Linked DNA regions of Mus musculus: region 1 is linked to region 2. The links are chromatin contacts, called in public Hi-C maps. All regions are on one chromosome and are shown on one strand. The core of a region is the stretch at or near the end of the contact, and the rest is flanking DNA. Distances in the headings are between cores, read along the strand shown.

What was found. A called contact is a pair of places that touch in the nucleus more often than the background predicts.
Region 1: a Hi-C map of the N1E-115 cell line shows a contact between it and region 2, with 3 times the contacts expected there. The contact joins two enhancer-like sites. A contact is called at or near these places in 1 of 15 datasets of contacts at CTCF or cohesin (the NIH/3T3 cell line), 1 of 484 Hi-C or Micro-C datasets (the N1E-115 cell line) and 2 of 115 datasets of contacts at active chromatin or transcription factors (the NIH/3T3 cell line and oligodendrocyte precursor cells).

The regions. Positions count from the first base shown.
Region 1 is chr8:11,082,865-11,087,016 of GRCm38.p6, reverse strand. No RefSeq gene overlaps it. Among named protein-coding and RNA genes, the nearest start is that of Irs2, 76 kb to the right of the region's middle. Within about 2 kb of position 1,931, at least 39 of the 459 cell types and tissues checked have an H3K27ac peak or open chromatin away from gene starts, as enhancers often do. A contact at or near this core is called in the N1E-115 cell line, where this site is marked.
Region 2 is chr8:10,468,732-10,472,984 of GRCm38.p6, reverse strand. The region is part of intron 21 of Myo16 (myosin XVI); the gene reads right to left. Among named protein-coding and RNA genes, the nearest start is that of Gm51561, 41 kb to the right of the region's middle. Within about 2 kb of position 2,479, at least 4 of the 459 cell types and tissues checked have an H3K27ac peak or open chromatin away from gene starts, as enhancers often do. A contact at or near this core is called in the N1E-115 cell line, where this site is marked.

The sequences.
Region 1 (4,152 bases), core at 682-3,181, 610 kb before region 2:
ACATATGATCCCTCAGGGACCAGGTACCCAGACTATAGGATCCTGCTTGGAAATGCCAACATGGGGAACTTTAAGGGACATTTAAAACTTGAAGTTGCCCAGGACTTCAGAGCCAAGCCACAATATGTTAATGGCATACAAATCAGATGCAAATTCATGCAAATACATCTTTCAATTGCAGTTCTCCTCATGCCTTAGTGTGGTCCTTGGGGAAGAGTCCTCCTGTAGACCCTTAATCTAAAAAGTTGATTTAATAGCTTCTCCCTCCGTAACCTTTTGTTATCTAATTACCTTCATTAGCTGGAATAATGCATAAATGCACTTTGCAGAATTCCTTAAGTAAGAGATCTTTGTTTTCTTAAAGATATTCTTATCTGGTAAGTAATTAGTCTGAGCACACACACACACACACACATACACTGATCTACATGCACACGCATGTATATGCACATGCATGAGTATGCACATTTTGAAAAAATTAGCATACAATAGAAGGGATGGCTGTAGGAAGGAGGTTGGGGAGATGCCAGTCAGGAAACACACAGTTGCAGATGAGAAAGGTTGTTCAAGAGTTTTACTTCACAGCCCGGTGAGCAGGGTGAAGGCCGACTGCCTGGACTCTTGACAAGTGTCAAGAGATCATATACATGCTCTCATGAAAAGGAGAGCTGTGTGAGGTACTACTGAAATTCCTAACCAGACAAAAACCTCTACCCCTCCCACTGAGGTTCCCAAACACACAGAAAGCAGGATTCTGCCAAAGTCCACTCTGGAGAACCAGAGGTTAATTGAGCATTGGTTACTTAGAGGGGTCTAGATGCCCCTCCCCACAACAGGCCACCCTGGAAAGCTTTCACTCAGCAGGGATAGGGTTTACCTGCAGCCAAATAGAGGGAGTCCTTCTTCTAGTCTTTCCTTGTGTGTATACTCTCATTCCTCATCAAGAGCACAAGGCATTAAGGCAGACTTGTATACCACAGATGGTAGAGAGTGGCTGCACTCTCATGTGATGGTCTGGTGACCCTTCCCACCCCTCCATGAGGAGGTGTAAACAACCAGCAAGCCCAGATTGGATACTCTTTCTGCAAGAGGGTAGTATAGATGAACTCCCAAGATGGCCACTGCTTGGCTCGGAGAGCAGTGACTTACAACACGAGGTGATGGTTCTTAGCCATCTAGGAGCAACAAGTCCTCAGTGTGTCTACACTTCAAATCATTGCATTTTTTCACAGCAAACACATACAACCCTGGTCAGCTGAGGGGAATGTAAACAGAAGATACACTTGTCCGGCTCCTTACGTTCTGATGATGGGCATAGACAGGAACGGGCTCATTGAGAACTGCGCTTTGAAATGGTTTGTTTCCTGTCCTTGGGAAAGCCCAGCATGCCTAACAGAATCTGCAGCAATGGCAGTGGAGATCTTTCAGATTTTCAGAACCCTGTCAGGTATGTTGTCACCCATAATTATCCCTCAGGCCCCTGGCACAGAGGAGAGACACTGCCTTCATCTCTTACATCCACTGCCAAGTACATCCAAAGTGCTCAGTGAGTGTTTACAATTGGGAGAGGGAGCCACAGGCCTGTTGTGTAAGGCGGAGAGCTTCAGGGAACCTTGCCACAGCACCCCCCAGTGTGAGTCATACCAACACCAATTCCCCCTTGGAGAGAGTCCCTGGGAAGCAGTAGAAAGAGCAGCCAGGATCTAAGCAGCTGATTCTCCCTATTTTGCCTCCCTGCCTCTCTCTGGTGTCTTTAAATCTTCAGATTCCAACAGAGAAGCTGCTGTGGGTGAATCCCACTGCATGCTCTGCAGAGGAATCCAAGATCAGGGTGCAGAGCCCACTCCCACAAAGATACCAAATCATCCAGCTTTGTTTTCATCCCCGAACTGGCAGGCATTCACCTCTGGGGCTCTCCCCTTCCTGAAGCTAGAACTGGTCGGCAAACATAACAAGAGAAGGGATGTTTACTCCTTCATTCGCTGGGTCATGGTCCTTTCTGTTCCCCGTGATGGACAGAAAAGCAGCTGACCTTATGAGGAACATTGGTACCAGTACAGCCTCCTTATTCCTGTGCTGAACTTATAGGGGACAAAAGGAAAGATATCTTGTAATCAACACGTCCCTGCTGCATCTTGATATATTATGTTTTAGCCAGGACATTCAGTGCGGTTTATCATTCACAGACCTCAGAGAGTAGACTTGAGGCAGATAGCAGTGGTCTTTCTAAATGGCACTGCCCTCTTGAGAACTGCACTGACTCCAGGTAGATAGAACCTACTGTGAACACCTCCCTCTTTGTTCAGCATCTCTAGCTGTTACTTAATGAAGACTGACATGGTGGTCACCGATATTGATTCTCTAAACATCCCTGTGTGGCATAGGCCACTCCTACTTTCGAGCTTCAGTGAAGAACTGGACATAAAAACCTGAAGTATTAATATTTGATTTAGTCAGAGTCAAACCCAAGAAACGGAGACTCAGAGCCTGAGCTATGAACTGCAGTGCATAGCAGTGCCTTGGCTATGCACCACAGCCATACGGCTGCCTGGGAACTTTTGCCATTTGTTAGTCAAGAGTGATCCCCAAAGATCTGACCCTGGAAGTAGTCCCAGAAAAATTAGGCTCTTTCAGAGATAGGGAGAGCCTGCATCTGTGAGCACATCTGAAAACAAAGAGTTGGGTGTGATCTTCTGGCAGGAAGTGGCTGCTGAGATCTGGCCATCCTCCAGTGAGGGTGGCTAGCTTCTGTTCTGCCAAAGATACAGGCCAGTCTTGAAGATGTTGTGCAGGGCAGATTAATCTCATAGCCCAGAGAAAATGGCCCAGCTGAAGCTGAATATAAAGTGCCTAAGATTTTGAAAACTACATCTGGTGAGCAAAGATAAGATGAGAGGCACCAGGCCCAGATCAAAGCAGCCTAGAGCAGCGTCTTCTCCAGTTTCTGAGGGAGCCACCTGTAGTCCACAGGGCTTCTGCACACACGTGGAAGCCACGGAAATCCAGGACCATTTCTCACCTCAAGAGCCTGCAGGGCTAGTTCTGAGCCGCCACGTGCTGCTTCTCGAAGATGATCATTTGGGGCATGCGGGGCATTTCCAGTCCTCTCTGAGCCTTGCCTGCTGCCGTATGAACTTTGCATGTGTTAAATAAATGTTTGCTGGGTGAATCCACCACAGAGCTCATTTCCTTCTGTACCCATTCATCTTGGGATCAGACTTAGAATCAGTGAAGAATTTGGTGTGGCGTCTGGGCGTGTCTGTGAAAGTATGTCCATAGAAGATTCAGTGAGGAACTGTGATGCACCCTGAGTGAATGGCTGAGGGCTACACAAAACAAAAGGGGGAAAAAGGAAAAAGCCATGGACTGCCATTGTTTCCTCTGCCTCTGCCTGCCAATCAGCCATGCTGTGAGACACTTCTCTCTACCTCATGCTCCAACCACCATGATGTTGGTCCAACCACATGGGGTGAAGCAAGCATGACTGAACCCACTGAAACTGTGAGAAAAGAAAGCCCTTCCTCCTTTAGATGTGAAAAGTGACCATCCCACTCGATTGCTGTGCTGGGGAGTTTTATGTCAGCTTGGCACAGCCACAGTATTTTAGGAGGAGGGAATCTTAATTGAGAAAATGCTCCCTAAAATTGACCCATGTGGTATTTCCTTAATTTATCGTTCATTGTAGGAGAGCCCACACCACTGTGGGTGGGGCCATACCTGGGCTGGTGGTCCTGGGTTCTATAAGGAAGCAGGCTGAGCAAACCAGGAGGAGCAAGCCAGTAAGCAGCACCCCTCCATGGTCTCTGCATCAGCTCCTGCCTCCAGGTGCCTGCCCTGACTTCTAACTTCCCTTCTGTCTTCCTCCACCCTGCTTTTTATAAGGTTATTGACAATAACAGATCAAGGATCCACCCTGCTTCAGGCTAACTACATCAACAGTGACCTCACTACCAAATCAAGTCATAGTCTGACATAGTGCGAGTTAGAGTTTCGGTGCGTGGATTCTAAGGAAAGAAAAAAAAAGTACTGTTCTTGTTACAGCAAAACAGATGGCATCAAGCACAGGTGATGTCTTCAGGTTCAGACAGGGTCAGTGGGAATATCTTGTCTCATCATGTCTGTGGTCTGTACTAGAAGGACTCACAAGTGACC
Region 2 (4,253 bases), core at 1,230-3,729:
CCAGCTGTGGGGCATTTTCTCAATTAGTGATCAAGAGGAGAGGGCCCATTGTGGGTAGTGCCATCCGTGGGCTGGTAGTCCTGGGTTCTATAAGAAAGCAAGCTGAGCAAACCAGGGGGAAGCAAGCCAGTAAGTAACATCCCTCCATGGCCTCTGCCTCAGCTCCTGCTTCCTGACCTGCTTGAGCTCCAGTCCTGACTTCCTTTGCTGATGTACAGCAGCAATGTGGGAAGTATAAGCTGAATAAACCCTTTCCTCCACACCTTGATTCTTGGTCATGATGTTTTGTGCAGGAATAGAAACCCTGACTGAGACACATGCTGAATGCATCCTCCCTTTGCCAGCTGGAAGGTTTCTCCCCATCCAGTTCTCTTTGCTGCAGTCACAGGGCAGAGTGACAGGTCCCATTTAGATCACCAATCTCTGCTTCAGTTGCATCTTCAGCCGTCTGCACAGTCATCTGGTCTGACCGTTCTTATGCAAGAGAATCGATCACACCAAATGTGTGCTTATCTAAGAAGCTTGGTGCTTTAAATCTCAGAAACTCCCAGCTTTCCACATATCCTATGAAATACAGTTTTTGAGGAGTAGAGGAGAGATGTTCTAGAGAGCTGTCTGTCAAATGCAAAAAAGGGAGGGGCCTGAGAAATGAAGACACTGGCTAAGGCACCTGCTGCCAAGTCTGGTGACCTGAGTTCAATTCCCAGAACAACATGGTAGAAGAGAACTGACTCTTGCGCATTTGCCTAGCAACGTACTGTGGTAATGTACATATCCATAAATGTCTACACAATACGCACGCACGCGCGCGCGCGCGCGCACACACACACACACACACACACACAGAGAGAGAGAGAGAGAGAGAGAGAGAGAGAGAGAGAGAGAATATAAAGAAGATTCTGAGAACTCCAATGGTCCTGATGGAGTAGTGGTGGGAACACCATGTTGGAAGCAGAGATTCCAAATTTAAAGAGATTTTCTCTTGTCCTTTAGGCTTCACCAAGATTACAAGGAAACTATAGTGCTGAGTGGTTCCTGTTTAACTTTCTGTCTCTTTTTGTAAAGATTGTAGTAGATAATCTTCAATTCTACAGAAATTCTCTTACACTGTGAAATCAGAGACCTAAGGACGAAATGATCAGAAAGGATAGTAGTCCTGGAGTGCTGGTTTCCTATCTAGAACTAGGAATTTTTGTTCTCATTGTACAACTGTCAATATATCATGTTTATGTTTTATTTTTAATGTACTTATATTGATTAATATATTTTTGTGAACATTTATATCTATTCCAGTGAATTATATTGATTAATACTATATTTGATATATTTCCATATATAATTCTCCATCTGTCATAGTAACATTAAAATTTGTCTGTGTGACTCTTCCTGATGCTGATCAGTAGGAAAGGAGTTCAGATCACAGACTGGCACCTAGAAGCAAATTCTGCTACTGTGCTCCCTAGAAAGAAGCAGATACTGGCTTCCAGAGGAGGTGTGGGTATCCAGAGGGGATCAGCTGCTACCTGGGTTACAATGGTACTAGACCTAGGAAGACTTAGGGTTGTTGGGAAAGAAGAATACAGAGAGATCTTTCTTGGGGAAGCTAGAGACTTTCCCCGTTTTGTTTTATGAACAAAGCCTATGCATTTTGTTTATATTAATTTTGTTCTAAACATGATCTTCCCTATTGCCTCCAACACTCAGGAGTGCCAGCGTTTCTGGTTGGGTTTTCAGATTTACCAACATCTATGTCAGCCATTTATTTGTTACTGTGCTGAGTTACAAACGCTACATGTGTATTCACCTTGCCTTTGGACTGTACCTGATGTAGCTTGGTGGCTCAGGGGACAGTCAGATACAGAAACCTAAGGCGTGTGTGTGTGTGTGTGTGTGTGTGTGTGTGTGTGTGTGTGCGTGCGCACGTGTGCACGCTTGCGTGCGAGCGTGTGCATGCACAGGTGTACAACCCCTCAGAGGAAAACTTAATAAGTACATTAATCATGCTTCTAGAAGTTTCTAGAAGTATAAATCTGCATTCATAATCTAGAGGATCAACATCAGCTTCAAAGAAAGACAATAGTCATTTCTCCTTTACATGTCTCCCCACTGGGGTTGTGTGAGGGGCCTATTAGACTTCCGGGAACTTCCCAAAGCAGACTCGGAAAGTGGGTGAAGGGTGAGGATAAGTTAACACTGATCAGCCACCTAATTAGTATGGGTACTGCTCTTAAGACACATGCTTCATACATGAAAGAAACTAGCAGGTTTAATAATAAAAGTGGTGCATTCCTTGAAGTCTCTCTTCAGCAGCAGAACCTTGTGGCTTATCCAGATGGCCCATCATTCGTATTAATGACAAACTTAATTTCTTGAGTAAATTTCCACCAACTGTTCTCCCTTGATTTTTACTGCTCAGTGAAATCTATCTGGAGGAAAACTAAACAGTGCATGACCCGTATATCACAAAATGAAGGGGAGAACAGATTAAAGCTGACTCCAGTAGAAGGCGGAGCCCTGAGTGCCCGGCAGTAAGGACAGCACCGAGTCTCAATCCTTTCTGCTCACTGGAATTAAATCCCCTGCTCTGTGAAGGTGGCTGATGTCTGGGTCTGACCCCAAACCCACTAAATTGGAGTGGAGCCCGGGCTTTGATGTGTTTAAAAGCTTTCCAGGTGGCTGCAGAACACACCAAGCCAGATGAGAGAAAGGGAGCACAGCCTATTTGCCAATTTGTTCGGCATTTAATCTAGATATATGTACAAAGTGTGATGTGCTTTAGTGGGCACATGTGTGGGTGGGAGTGTGTGTGTGTGAGATAGAAGAGATAGGTAGGTAGATAGATAGATAGATAGATGTAGATGTAGATAAATGATAGGTGATTGATAGATAGATAGATAGATGATAGATAGATAGATGTAGATGTAGATGTAGCTATAGATAGATGATAGATATAGATATAGATAAATGATAGATAGATAGATAGTAGATAGATAATGTAATGAAATTTCAGATAGTGGACAGTTCACAAATATACCCAGAATATTTAACTGTCTGAGATGTTGATAGCTTTTTTCTAAGAAAACATTGAGGAGGCTGACGCCTGCTGGAGAAATGCTGAAGTAAGCTAGGCTCACAAGCTTCTCTGCAGGAGTTCCCAAGGCCTTTAAGAAGTCGGGTAGGATCCAGAGACTGCCCCACCTGGGGATCCATCCCATAGACAACCACCAAGCCCAGACACTATTGCAGATGCCAACAAGGCTTTGCTGACAGGAGCCTGATATAGCTGTCTCCTGAGAGGCTCTACCAGTGCCTGGCAAATACAGAAGTGGATGCTCACAGCCATCCATTGGACAGAGCACAGGGTCCCCAATGAAGAAGCTAGAGAAAGTATCCAAAGAGCTGAAGGGGTTTGCAGCCCTCTAGGATTAACAACAATATGAACTAACCAGTACCCCCAGAGCTCCCTGGGACTAAATCACCAATCAAAGAAAACACATGGTGGGACTCAAGGCTCTAGCTGCATATGTAGCAGAGGATGGCCTAGTCGGTCATCAATGAGAGGAGAGGCCCTTGGTCCTGTGAAGGCTCTATGCCCCAGTATAGGGGAATGCCAGGGCCAGGAAGCAGGAGTGGTGGGATGGGGAGCAGAAGGAGGGGGAAGGGTATAGGGGATTTTCAGAGGGGAAACTAGGAAAGGGGATAACATTTGAAATGTAAATAAAGAAAATATCTAATAAAAAAAAAGAAAAAAAGGATAATATGTCTTGATATACTTTCAAATAGTTGAATGACTTTTAATAACAAGTTTCATTCAAAGAAATAGTGTCATTTTACATAAGCCAAGGATCAAAAATCAAATTTAGGAAGAAATTAAAGTCTTTGTAATTCAAATCGTTTAAAATTCCAAATGCTTGTATTTCTTTTCTTTACCCTCCCCCCACCCCAGAATGACTAAAACATTCACTAAAGATTCATCTCTTTGACAGATAGCACTTTGGTTTTATAAATATGAATTAAAAAAACAAAAAGAAGTCGGGTAGGTGATGGGTCTCCAGCTTGCCTCTTCTGAACACTTCCTGTTGTCCACATTGCTGGACTTGCTTCTGCAGGGGGTCAACTGTGATCAATACATTGCATATAAAGTGGGAGCTGGCAAGGGCAGCAGGGTCCCTTACAGTTGTCCTTTTAATACTTCTGGATCTTGTCTCTTGCTCAAAGCTTCCTCCCCCACCTTCCTGGCTTTTAAACGTGTC